3 separate regions of the Zea mays genome follow, and regions 1 and 3 are each linked to region 2. A link is a contact called in public Hi-C data. All regions are on one chromosome and are shown on one strand. The core of a region is the stretch at or near the end of the contact, and the rest is flanking DNA. Distances in the headings are between cores, read along the strand shown. Region 1 holds the start of LOC100272833 (putative protein phosphatase 2C family protein). Region 2 holds the start of LOC100192818 (cell division control protein 48 homolog B). Region 3 holds the start of LOC103641816 (BTB/POZ domain-containing protein At2g24240).

Region 1 (4,515 bases), core at 970-3,469, 260 kb before region 2:
ACTATGCACCCAATGATCCTACAAAAGGCTGGTAGATTACTCACAGCATCCTCCATATTTAAACGGTATCCTTGCATAGCTGACACGGCGTATTCAAGTCTTTCATTCTCACCGCTCTGAGTAGTCTTTAGTGTCACAGGTACAGCAAGTGACATTGTGTAATATCCTGTTGCGTACTAGTGTGAGTAAAATATCCTAAAAATTCACAACCAAGATTTTTTTAGAAATGAACAAACTAACATAAGATTTTGGAAATGAACACACGGGAGAGCTGCTTATCTTTATATTAAGATGGACTAACATCAGATCTACGATCACATAAGTGCCAGCATTGATGAAATACAAATAGAAAGTTTCACTAGCACTGGCATTGTCCTATGCAAATTAGGACCTCATTGCAGAAAGAAAACATAGATAGTAGGCATACATCATTGCTTGTCAAGCTCAGTGCAGAACTCACCTTCTCTTGACCATTTCTATGGTCAGGAACCAACAGAGACAATTTTGAATGGCATGCAGGATTTTACCGAGGTTTGGAAACAGGGCCTTTAATTTGGGCGCATTACAGAACAATTGTATAATATGAGAAGTAGCAGTTTTTCAAGGATGCATTAATAAGGTTCTGAACCTAAGATTTATTTCAAAAACTAACGCTAAAGTGAATTGAGATTTTGCGATAACACGCAGCTTCATGTCAAAATCAGAATACCAATTTCAGCTTGTAGAATTTTGATGATCATTACTTCAACATACTGAATGACAAACTAATCGTATAGGCACTTTATCTGGATGAAGTGAAACAAGCAACAGTCATGATTTAGTGGTGCTTTAGCATTACACTCTTTACTGACAGGAAGTAACTACATAGCGATATGCCACTACATAACATTGTTGACAAGAAATTATAGTAATAGACAAGAAAACACACTCGATTTTGCAAGCTTAACTTACACTGATAGTAAGCCAGAAATGCCAACTCCCTGACATAAACATAAAAGGCAAGGGGGAGAAAATAAAACGGCATGCAGTTTGCAGTGCATGCTGGCACGGCAACAACGATCTGAAATTGTTCAGCAAAAGAAAATCAAGATGGAGGTCCAACGTTCGGCCAAAGAGCACAATGCAAGGAAACAGGAAAAGGGACCCTATCGCACGCCCAGTAGTGTCGAGAGATCAACAGAAAAAGGGATAAGAAAAAAGTGGTTCAAATCCACACGTTTCTAAAACCCTAAGACCACATTCAAAAAGAGCGATCTCTCAAACATGCCGAGCATAACAGATACCAAAACAAAAACAAAAAAGATTAGACAGATCATGAGCAGATTTATCCTCGAGTTCTGACGCACATAAGCAGTAGCAAGAACAACACAAGAGGCGTTAAACGATAAACGGTTGATGAAAGGACGTCAGAATTTTCGAGAGGAAAGGCGAATAGAGTTCTCCATGCATGGAGTCGCGGTGCTATAGCCGCTGTCGCTCCGAATCAGCCACCATATGAAAAGCAACAGCAACACAAGCGAAGCCCGAACTGGTGGCACAACGGCGCAAAAAGTTTCTGAGATCCAGGGCCTTGCGAAGAAGGATGGGAATGGAACTCCAAACCAGAGCGCCCACCAGTACCGCACACCTCCCACATTTAAGCCTTAGCCCACAAAAGCAAAGAGTAGCCGTCAAGAGATCGACGGTGACAAGAACCAGAAGAACCAGCTGTATGCTCGAGTTCGAAGGAGGGAGGCGAGCGGACAGCGGAGATCATCACCATGGAGCCATATCGGTGCCCCCGCGGCCCCCTCGACCTCCTTGGCCACCACAAAAACCACCAGGACAGTAAAACCAACCAACAAACTGCAACAACGCTGCCAACAGCACCAAAAACACGGAGGAACAACTCACGACAATACCAAACCCACGCGGGGCGAAAACTCGCAGGGTTTCGCAAATTCAAAATCACCAGCACACCGAGCATGGAATCCGGTCGGGGACAAGGAAAAACAGCAGCAACATTAATTCAAAACACCACCACGAACATTGCACCGGGTGAGACGAAATTGCAGCGCGAGGGCAGAGAGGTCTTACGAGCTTTAGAAGGAGGAGGAGGAGGAGGAGGAGGACGGGGTTTTGGGGAAGGGAACAGAAATCGGTCTCACCTTCCCTGGCGGTCCTTGCAGGAGAGAGAGCGCGCGCGAGGGACTGGGTTGGGCGAGGCGAGACTGCGAGAGAGAGGAAAGAGAATGCGGTCGTCCCATGCAAGGGAGAGTCACTTTTGCACTTATACCCAGCGCCACCCACTCCCTGCTTCGCTCGGATAGTCGGGTGCGCTGCCTGCCAACGCGGCAACGCGCCGATGGATCGGCTCCACCGGCTTCGGCTCGGCCTCGCGCAGACGCGGCACGCTCAGACAGCTCACGCCGCGAGCCCGGTGGCCGCCTTTGCCGACTTTTTCTTAACTTGCCCAATCAGGAAGGCGGTTAAATGGTTAATCCAGATTCCACTGTCATCAATAGCAAGCCGTGCAGTAAAGAAAATGCGGTTCGGCAATTAACCCTCTTTGTTAATAATACGAATAGGATAAAGTGGATTAAGGCGACGTGAAGCCCAAATTTCGAAAGAAACACGGTACGGTGCGCTGATATTATGTCACACTTCTTTCTTGGAGGGCATTTCTCTGTCCTGTTTGTTACAGCCGCCTGGCCGCCTATCTTTTGACCGCGACAGCTGTAGCCTGTAGGCCTTACAGCAACAAAGTAACTCAGAATAATGCTCAAAAATAAAAATACCATATCATTCAAAGTGTTTAGGATAGTAAAAATAAATTGCGCTCCAACGGTTAAAGTCTAATTTATATATTTTTAGAAGCGAATAACATTATTAGAAAAGAAAATGTTGAAAATGACATTAGCTTGGAGTGCAATATATTTAGGTTACTTTATTGAGTGACCTATATTTGTTGACAAAAAAATTATAAAATAGTATATTATTGGAGTTGTTTTTTATGATTTGAGTCATACATTTTAAGATTGTTGGAGATACTCTTGGCATTCCATTCTCCTCCCCTTGTCTGTCTATCTTATTTCAGGTTTGAAATGCACGTTTCAGATCTAAATATATATTGATTGAAGCATCAAATTATGTGGACAAACTTTAATCAATTGGTACCGTGAGGCTTAGTTGTAGCGAGATCAGAGTTACATAAATACATAGGCATAATAACTGTAGCGAAATAAAGTGTCACTTAATGGTTGGCAGAGATAATAGTTGTAATGTGGGAGTGAGCATGAGGGAAGGTTCGATACGCTCAACGATCACTGGGGATCTAAAAATCAAAATAGAACAGCTAGCATGAATGCATGATCAGCGTGAGAAATCTTGAGGCGATCGAGGATTGGTGTAAGAGTAGCACCTGGTGTGGTCCTACGATTCCGCACACGGGCGCCAAAGCTGACAACTTGGAACTGACACTCGTCGCGTCAAGCGGCTAGGGCATGCCACCCACCGCTCGCGGAGGCGGCAGCGCAACGGCCTCCCGCGAGCGAGCAATGCTGCACCTTTACGAGGTCATCGCAGCACCGGCACCAGACGGCTCCGGCGTCGAGGTAGCGGCAGCTTCTGTGGGCTACACTCGCGAGACGGATGACCAGCAACAACGAATGGCTGGCCACAGGGGCGGAGCCAGGATTATGATATAAGGGGGGCCAATCAATTCATCAATACTATCCGATAAAAAAATATTGTATAATATTATCAAGTTTAAGCACTCGACATGAAATAAGGATTTTAGATCTTTATAGATTATTTTAGTGGATGAGTCCATTTTCTAGCTAATTGATATATTAAATTAAAGTTGTGACGCAAGAACAATACCAAAATAATAAAGACGATATAACGATGAATATCCGACTGATAAGATTCAACTTTTATACAATGACTCTAATATTCATAGGTAGCTAACTATTTGTTGAGAGAATTCAAAAATCCAACTAGTCTCGAGGATTCATGAAAATTCGTCAAACTACGCAGGTACACGTCAATTTTGTCGTGTACACACCAATTATAAGGTGACAACTTTAGTTGAAACTTTAGTTGAATCATGTATTACTAACCACTATATTAAATATTTGATTAATTGTGCTGCACAAAATTTAAAGCACATATATTTAGACATACAAAATTTACAATATATATATATATATATATATATATATATATATATATATATATTCTTGTCTGTCTTGCAGCCTTGGGAGGGGCCATGGCCCCTGCCGGCCCCCCTTGGCTCCGCCCCTGGCTGGCCAACCCTCGTGTCATGGCGTTCCACAAACAGCGGCCACCACATGGACATCGGAGCCCAGCCAGCCAGCCGCGGTGTGTACTAGCCCTAGCGGCCTAGCCTCACGACGTTGCGTCGTTGCCTCATCGTGAAGGGAGAAGGAGACAAGAGAGGGGAGGCAGCGAGGTGGACTTGGAGGTGGGGTGCTCCCCTGCACGTGGCCTCGGGCTGCGTGAGGGATGCTTTCA
Region 2 (4,553 bases), core at 1,044-3,543:
ATGCTTAGATAACTATTTAAAGATTTTTTGTAATTAATTCAACATAACGACATTGCATGGTATCTGCGTATAGAACTATAAATTGTAAATCATGTCCCAGCAGGATTCTTAACCATGGAATAGACCTTGAATTATATTAAGAAAGGTATTTCGAAATCAAAAGTGTGGCATGCCCAGACCTGTTAGTCGATGCAACAACAACTATGTGAGGAAGCATCTTTGACGCCTTTTTGTTTCCATCCATGAGAGTAAGAAGTTGGCCAACAATGCGGGACTCATTCTCTCTCCTGTGAAAGAGTAATAAGATCTCCTTTATGCCTTGTTCGGTTATTCCAATCCCATGTGGATTGGAAAAAATTATGAAAGATTTCGACTTGTTTGGGATTTAAACTCACACAATCCCACCCAATCCACATGGATTGAGAGCAAAACGAACAAGCTCTTAGGCTGTCTCCAGCAGCTACCATATCTCATTCACTATCTCATCTCCTATTTCAGACTTCACTATGCAAACAGTGTAATCTACAGTGTAAATTCCCTATTTCACGATCAACTTACGCACACAAATAAAAGAGACATGCAAAACTTGCCTACTATTGCGGCGTGGACATATGGCATCAAGTTCGTCAATAAATATCACAGCTGGTTTACCCCGCAAAGCCTGAGAATATGCTTCAGAAAAAGCTTCACGCAGGAACTTTTCTCCCTCTCCCACATGGGCTTTGTGTACAGAATATGGGCTGTCAAGGTGGCCAGAAGCAATATTCCAAATCATATCGAAAAATACAATGTACATGTCAGCACTAACAGAAACACAACAAAGTAAATTCAGTACTTGATCGTTGTCAGGTGCGCGTTGCATTCTCGAACAATAGCTCGAACCAGGCTTGTCTGTCAAAATAACAATCACCATACTGTTTACGTCTTGCAGAAACATCAAACCCAAAAAAACAATCCAAGCACTCCACGATATACAGAAACAACCCAAACACTTCACGGTGTAAAGACTTGTGATAGAGTTAGTTATTTTAGATGATGGAAGAAAGAGCTGAGAGTCAAGACAAGGAATTGCAAATTCAGTACCTTTCCGGTGCCAGGGGGGCCATGGAGCAGCAACCCTCTGGGCCACTGAAGAAAGCAAGCTGAATGATTAATTCGGAGGTGTAGCAGACAATGACGAAGTCTGATGGGGGGCAAGAGACGGGAGCACATTACCTTGAGGCCGAGCAAACGGGACTCGCGGGCGTAGAGGAAAGGATAAGCCACGAGCTCCCGAAGGGCCTCGAGTGCCCTACGGTTGCCCGCGACGGCCTTCTCTGCCTGCCACCCGTCAACCGACTTTCCATCGCTTCCCTCACCGCCCCCGTCGCTTACGATCGCCGTGCCCATCACTTCACCAGTTCACCTCTACAGCCAAAAACAATCGCTGATAGTACAGCCACGGCTGGTTTCCGCTCAGTTGTGGAGTCAGGATTTGGCGATAGGGCATTCCCAAGGGCTGATTTGCCAGGAGGGGATCCCCTCCAATTCACTACTCATCAAACCGGCTCTAAGATAAGTATATTTAATAAAATACGACAAATTCATAATTCAAATAAAAATTGTTTAGATACAAAACAACTAAAATAAAATTACAATTTAACTTTTATTTTGCAACCTTTCATCGATTGATAGCGTCTAATGATGTTATCATCCTTAACTTATAAAAAGAAATTACGCTCAATAAAAGTAACCAAGCAATCATTCAAATAGGAAGGAAAGTAGCTTAATTAGGGTTAACGCCTTAGAAGGCTCGATTTCGTGCAGCAGGAAGGGAAAATACGGGATGCTTGGATGAGCATACCTGGTTGCAGCTCGTCGCTGGCGATGGCCCAACGAATCACGAACGACGAAGAGCTCGGCTGCTCTGGCTTAGGGAAGCGCGGCCCACGCGGTCTCAGCGTCTCGCCCGCTCGCCCTGGCCTGCAGCAGGCAGCAGCGCTCGCCAGCAGCCGGCAGGAGGCCTGCCGCCCGCGCCCGTTCGGCGCGACGGCGCTCGGTAACCGCGGTCCGTGAAGCCGCCTCGCCGCGGGGGGCGCACCGCCACTGTGCCGATGCACTGCTCGTCGCGACGCAGCCGCGCAGGCGCGGAGAGCCGGAACCACGCCGACGGCCCGGTCGTCCACCGGCGCGCAGCCGCGCAGGAGCACAGCAGCACGCAGGTCGCAGTGGCGCTCGCTGCCTCGCCGCTCAGCACCTCAGCCGCCGCCGGTGGATCGAAGCGAGGGAGCGAGCGACTGAGTGATGCGTGATGTGTGCTGACGAATTAGAAATGACTGAACTCTAAGTAGGCCTAATGGGCCATCGGCTATGGACTGTGATGGGCCAAACTTTATTTAGTAGTATTTTTTATTGAACAGGTTAATAATTATCTTTATCTTCTTTCCTATTCTCTACCTATATCTCTATCTCTACTTCTATAAAATACCAATTTTGACGGTCATCATACATCAACAATTTTTTTAAAGAACTATTGCATTTCTTCAAAATCAACATTTACAAAAAATAACTTATATTCGTCGCTAGTCGAGAGCTACACGTCCGCCGCCATGCCACCACGAGCTCTGTGTCATGCCAGTCGTCGCATTCCAAGCCCAGCCACCACGCCAACCAGGAGCTTACGTAAATATTTATATTAGAGACATATTTTTATTTTATTTTAATTTTTATACACATGTATTTGTCACACTCTCATATGTTTTGCACATATTTTAGTTTTAGTAAAAAAATATATGGAGAATCTATATATATATAGAGAGGACAGAGAAATATCCTCTATATTTTATTTAGATTTTATATTTAGAGTATTATTTAGAGAATACTTCTAAAAGGGCAAAGAAGGAGAATCTTCTCTAAATATAGGATTCAGGACCCTTTATATGTCATTGTTGGGTACTACCTAAGAGTTAAAATAAGGGGTGATGTTTTAGCTATTGCTTGATCTTAGAAATCTGTAGGTTACTTGTTGATCAGATTGTTACTCTCTATTTCAAATTATAAGATATTATTTTTCGATACATAGCTTTTGCTATTTAACTAGTACATACAATATGTCTAAATTTATAATAAATTTGATGTAAGCAAAAAAAAATCAAAACGTCTGGTACGTTGGCGTATACGTGTATCTGTGTTTATGAATAAATAGTATATTTGGAGAAATGAGTTTTTAAGATAAATAGTGTATTCGTGGAAATGGTGTAGTGGAATATCGCTACCAGTACTACTATCGACGTACTGGGTATTTATGTAGCCTGTCGGGCTCGGCCCTCTGTGTTCTGGGTTAACCGTTCTGGCCCATGTCCTGAAACGCGGAGCGTTCTGTCTGCCACTGGGGCACGCCCCACGCACGTCGCTAGCTAGCGCGATCTGTGATGTACCTGTACGTCGTCCGCGCAACAACGCGAAACGTACTTATGCAGCAGACGCAAGCGGAGTTATGGGCCGCGTCCGTGAATCGTGATGCGCATGTGCACGCAATGCGCAGGCAGGGGGGTGTAATACCCAAATTATAAGGAAGAATAAAATAAGAATTTGCTCTCCTCTATATATGTGTATGTATCTCTATTAGTCATCGCATGTGAACACCTCATAAGATAAACAAAGGATTAAAAAAATTGTTAAATTGTGCATCATGCTGAGGTTTCATTGTATGTGCATTTTTGTGACAATGTGACAATAATGTAGAAATAAAGATGACAACATCTAAATTAGAATTTAAACCCTAAAGAGAATTATAGAAATGTGGAGAAGAGAAAGAGATAAAGGATATGAATAGATAAATAATATATGTAAATAAATACCTCCAGAATTAGTATCTCTAAATGTTGTAAGTATAAATTGTAATAATGAGTCACAAGAGTTTGAATTAAATTTGAATTTAAAGTGAATTTGAAAATAAAGGAAAGAAAGTGGGAAAATAAAAAGAAAAAGGCAAAAACGCTACCTGGGCTTCGCTACCCCATTTCGGCCCACTCCTGAACCCCAACCGCGCGGCCCATTCCCACCTCCCCGCGCGACGCGCCTGTTATCGGCTCTGCAAAACTGACGGGCGGGGCCCGCATTCCAGTCACACGTACCGCACCACATTCTTGCTATCAGTGGCACGTGGGGCCCAGCGGTCGGGTCTTTCTTCCCCACCATAACAGAACCGCGAGCTACGCGCGCGCGGGTACCGTATCCTCCGCCGATCTAGCCGGGCACTCCATCGACGGATTCCGGGGTATTTATGCCCATGCCCCGGGGTCATCTCGCCCTGCACCGATAGCCACGCCAAGCCGTACCCGAAACCATCGAAGCAAACCAATCACAGTTGCCGCGTGAACAGTCGGTCGGGGGATGGAGATCCGCCGCGGTCGATGTGTGCCCCATCGTGGCGAGGCTTTGTGAGAGTATCGCGGATTCCGCCGCGCGCGTATGTGGTCTCGTCTGGCGTGAGCTGTAGTCGGGAGGCCAACAGTTGTTCACCGGCTCACCGAATTGCTCACCAGGCCTCTTCCCTCGCCGTTGTCCGCTCC
Region 3 (4,011 bases), core at 1,307-3,806, 510 kb before region 2:
AGACACTGATCCTGATGCGGTATCTAATATGTAAGAAAAAAACTCTACTTTGCGCCTTCTGTATGCTCTGTGTTTTGAGTGAATTATAATTATTCCAGAACATTAAACAATATAATGTGATTGTGTGCACAACTGCAGTTTCCCCTCTCTCGTATTAAGAACTGGCTTCTGCCTAAGTTGCTAGAAGCAGCCTTTTACACTTAATAGGTTACTAGTTTCAAAACTCCAAAAAAAAAACAAAGCAGCGGTGTCATGCACACGCTTGATTTTTCAAACAACCAATGTTTTTCGTCATTTGAGCTTTTATGTGAATTCTTCTACGTGCTTTTGTCTCTGTCCTTATCTCCAACTTAACCTGTCTAGCATGCCTTTGATCTGTTTGATTGTCTAGCTATAATTTTGCTATTTGGTGGTAACCACCAATTGGAAATTCTGAAGTTGATTTATTCCTAGCGTGTCTTCTTCTTTACATCTGTGGAGTTACTTCCTATCCTGATTCATGAACTTCGATTCTTCTGTTCATCCCCCCTCCCCTCTCCCAGTTCTATGTCAATGTTACTTGATACTTCACTCCTGTTCATTGTTTAGGTCATAACTTGATGGCAAAGGTTTCATTTGTTAAATTATGAGTTGTTTCTTGTAAATCAGGCCACGTGGCAGAAAAGCTAAGGGGAGCTCGGGTCCACAAATGAAAGGAGGGAAAACAGGAACACCTCAAAGGTAAGTTTTTTACTATTATGGATGTGCTATCTTGATACATTGTACACACAGTAGCTTATGTGAAACTACTATTATGCACAATGGCAGTGATGTTAAGAATCCTCCCAAGAAGAGAGGGCGTCCAAAAGGCATGCACGACAGCAATAATATGCCAAATGCTGATAGCTCTGTGACTCCAGCCAGACTGAAGGGAAAAAGTGTTGAGAAGGATACTCAAGTGACACCTAAGACTGGCAATAACTCCAAGAAGGAAGGTGCAAGGCACTCTCGATCTACTACTGGAAAAGCTCAGAATGCTGTTGTCAAGGCAAGCAGCAAGGATGAACCTGATAGCACCGACAACTCAAAAGATGATGCTGGTAGTGAAGACAAGAATTCAAAAGATGAAGTGAAATCCAGCGAAGGTAACGATGGATCCAAGACCAATGGTCTTTCAACCAAAAGGAAGCTAGAGGAGAATGAAGGTGAGTCATCAGAGGAGAAGGGTTCTGCTAAAACTACTACCAGAAAGAAGCGCAGAAGAAAGAGCCGCAACTAGTTGCTCAGAAGCTATGCAGCTCATCATCTTAGGGGCGTTCCGCCCTTGCAGTCTAAAGTCTCAAGTTGCTGGCATGGGACATGCCATGTATGCTTTATATTGCCTGGACCGTTTTACCAGCTTAGCGCTTTGGCAATTTGGGCATCATGAGTCGGCTCGTAGTTGTAGCAGTCTTGGCGTGTTTGGATCACCGCCGCTGGCACCACGCCGCACCACACTTCGCGCGTCGCAGTTATGGCGGCCGAATCAGCCGCCGTACCTTAGGCGGGGTGTGGCGCTAGACGCCAGCGTCCAAACAGGCCTTTAAACTCTCAATAGGAGCTATAATGTTTGGTCTTACTTTTCTTTTTAGAATCTCGTTGCCAACGGTTGTGCCTCTGGCAAAAATGGATTTGATGCTTTTGCTCTGCTTAAAGCTTTTGTGCCAAATCGTAATGCATTTCGACTTATCTTCTGGCAAACAAAAGTATGCTCCTGTTATGAAGCGAATGTTTCAGAAGAAAAGTAGTCTGAGTTTGTACTTCCTCTGTTTCTTTGTACTTCTTCTGTTTTATATTATATGTTATTTATTTTTGTAAAGAAGTTAATGCATCTTAAGGTTGATCAAAATTATAAAGAGAATTATAAAGATTTATGGCACCAAATAGATATAACTGTAAAAATATAGCTAACAATAAATCTAATAGTATTTATTGAGTATCATAAATGTTATTATTTTATTATATAAATTTAATTAATATATAAGATAGTTTGACTCTCTAAAAAATAGAACAATTTATAATTTAGAAGGGAGGGAATAATATCTAACATAATTTCATTGTCCGTAACTTTTAGTGGGCTCTCCACGAAAAGTCGTTTTTTCGTGACTGTTTGGTAGAGGCGGATCTGACCAAAAAGCCATGGCAAAGAGGTCCTAATCTATCGTTTATTCTGGTGCTCTCGGACTCTGACTATCTGGACTTAGTAAGGCTTCCAGTTTTTACTGAATCTTATTCTTCCGTCCTAGTATCACATTTTAAGAAGTTATTTTTTAATAAGTTTATAAAATGTTATGAATATATCACTTTTGAAGTATGTCTATATTTATTATAGAAAGTGTTATGAAGATATATCTCATAGCATGTTTATTACAAAAAAATATATTTGGTATTGATTTAATGATATTTATTTTATATTATACATATTTATACATATATTTAGTTAGTTTTGTAAAGTTCGACTCTTTCGGTGATTTAGGACTAAACTAGTAGTAACTCGATATTTAACCCATTGTCATGCAAGGATCGAAGTATGTACGTGCGTGTCCGCTTGACAATGCTGAGCTCCGAGATGCGAGCCCCCAACCCAACAACCACAACAGACCGCCAGCGCCGTTTCCTGGAGTCCCCGACCGACAAGCACAAGGACTGCCGTGCCCCGCCTGCGACCGCGAACGAGCAGGATTGAGGAACCCTGAAGATGCGCCTGCGCCGATGATTGGAGAGGACAGGCTTGACTTGCAGCCGGACATCGGAGCACGGAGACCGACCGCGAGCGCAAGGGGTCGGGCACCCGGCGGCACGCACGATGCTCTGCGAGTGTACGACGACGTGAAGTGAAGTCAGTCCTGTCCTGTGTGTGCGAGTTTGCGCGCCTACCAGTCAGTAGCCATGTTCGGGCGGTTGCACGGTTGCAGCTAACACTAAAAGGCCGGCGCCCGGCGGTGTGATAGATGAGTGGGCGGCTCATATGACGACCTCCACACCTTCCTTGTTCAGAATCGTTGACTGCACGCAGCGTAGCACGGTCCCCCCAAAACGGGGGTTGGGACGGGCGACACTGCTAGAAACCCGACCCCGCCGTTGCGCTGGCGACTGGGGATTTTTTTTTGCCTTGTCCTTCTCCTTCTCCTTCCAATCAAGCGCCGTCTTCACGTCAAAGCGACACCGCCACATCGCCTGCTACCTGCCTCGCTCGCTAGCTCTCCTCTCCCTCGTCTACGCCTCCGCCCTGCCGTTACGCCATAAATCCAGCAGAGGCAGCCATCCAATCCAACCAACCTGTTGATACTCGCTCGTATCGTAGTATACACGCCGCGACCTCGTACAAACGCGTGCACTAGTAATTGGCGCAATCCACCGTCTCCCCAACCGCCCGATACAGCGCAGCGGAGGCAGCTCGACAATTCGACCCCCTCCGGCAATCGCCGCCCGGATCTATCTACACGACACTGGGCTCTGGATGCTGCTCAAAGCGGAGATGCTGTAAAGATCGGTTCCTTGGCGAGCGCGCCGACGATGGCGGCCGGCGGCCGCGTGCGGTTCAACGTGGGCGGGCAGGTGTTCGAGACGACCACCACGACGCTGGCCAACGCCGGTCGGGACTCCATGCTCGGCGCGCTGCTCGACTCGTCCTGGAACGTCTCCTCCTCGGGCGGCGGCGGCGGCGGGGTGGCCGAGTACTTCATCGACCGCAACCCGGCCTGCTTCGCGGTGCTGCTGGACCTGCTCCGCACGGGCAGCCTCCACGTGCCCCCGCACCTCCCGGAGAAGCTGCTCTACCGGGAGGCGCTCTACTACGGCCTCCTCGACCACGTGCGCGCCGCGCGGTGGGGCGCGTTCGACGGCGACCGCCTCCGCCTCGCCGCGTCCGTGCCGGGGCGCGCCCCCGGGGACGGCACGGCCATCCGCGCCGCCCCCGACGGCGGGTGCTGCGTGGCGCACGGCGGCGCCGTGCGCGTGTACAACTGGATGCTCGACGAGCGCCGGCCGGTG

What was found. Hi-C and Micro-C count contacts between places; a contact is called where the count stands out from the background.
Region 1: a contact with region 2 is called in a Hi-C map of ear, with 2.9 times the contacts expected there. The contact joins the promoter of LOC100272833 here to the promoter of LOC100192818 in region 2. A contact is called at or near these places in 3 of 25 Hi-C or Micro-C datasets (ear, endosperm and tassel).
Region 3: a contact with region 2 is called in a Hi-C map of ear, with 2.3 times the contacts expected there. The contact joins the promoter of LOC103641816 here to the promoter of LOC100192818 in region 2. A contact is called at or near these places in 2 of 25 Hi-C or Micro-C datasets (ear and tassel).

The regions. Positions count from the first base shown.
Region 1 is chr10:130,811,118-130,815,632 of Zm-B73-REFERENCE-NAM-5.0, reverse strand. It overlaps LOC100272833 (putative protein phosphatase 2C family protein), which reads right to left and starts at 2,219. Exons shown (of 11, transcript NM_001147286.1): 1 at 2,148-2,219; 2 at 45-195. The coding sequence starts at 155.
Region 2 is chr10:130,555,082-130,559,634 of Zm-B73-REFERENCE-NAM-5.0, reverse strand. LOC100192818 (cell division control protein 48 homolog B) reads right to left here and starts at 2,293. Exons shown (of 13, transcript NM_001309858.1): 1 at 1,844-2,293; 2 at 1,216-1,407; 3 at 1,084-1,128; 4 at 836-891; 5 at 591-740; 6 at 180-287. The coding sequence starts at 1,389.
Region 3 is chr10:131,064,984-131,068,994 of Zm-B73-REFERENCE-NAM-5.0, reverse strand. LOC103641816 (BTB/POZ domain-containing protein At2g24240) reads left to right here and starts at 2,556. Exons shown (of 1, transcript XM_008665143.4): 1 at 2,556-4,011. The coding sequence starts at 3,535. LOC103641817 (enolase-phosphatase E1) reads left to right here. Exons shown (of 16, transcript XM_035963502.1): 14 at 1-30; 15 at 649-720; 16 at 808-1,837. The coding sequence ends at 1,258.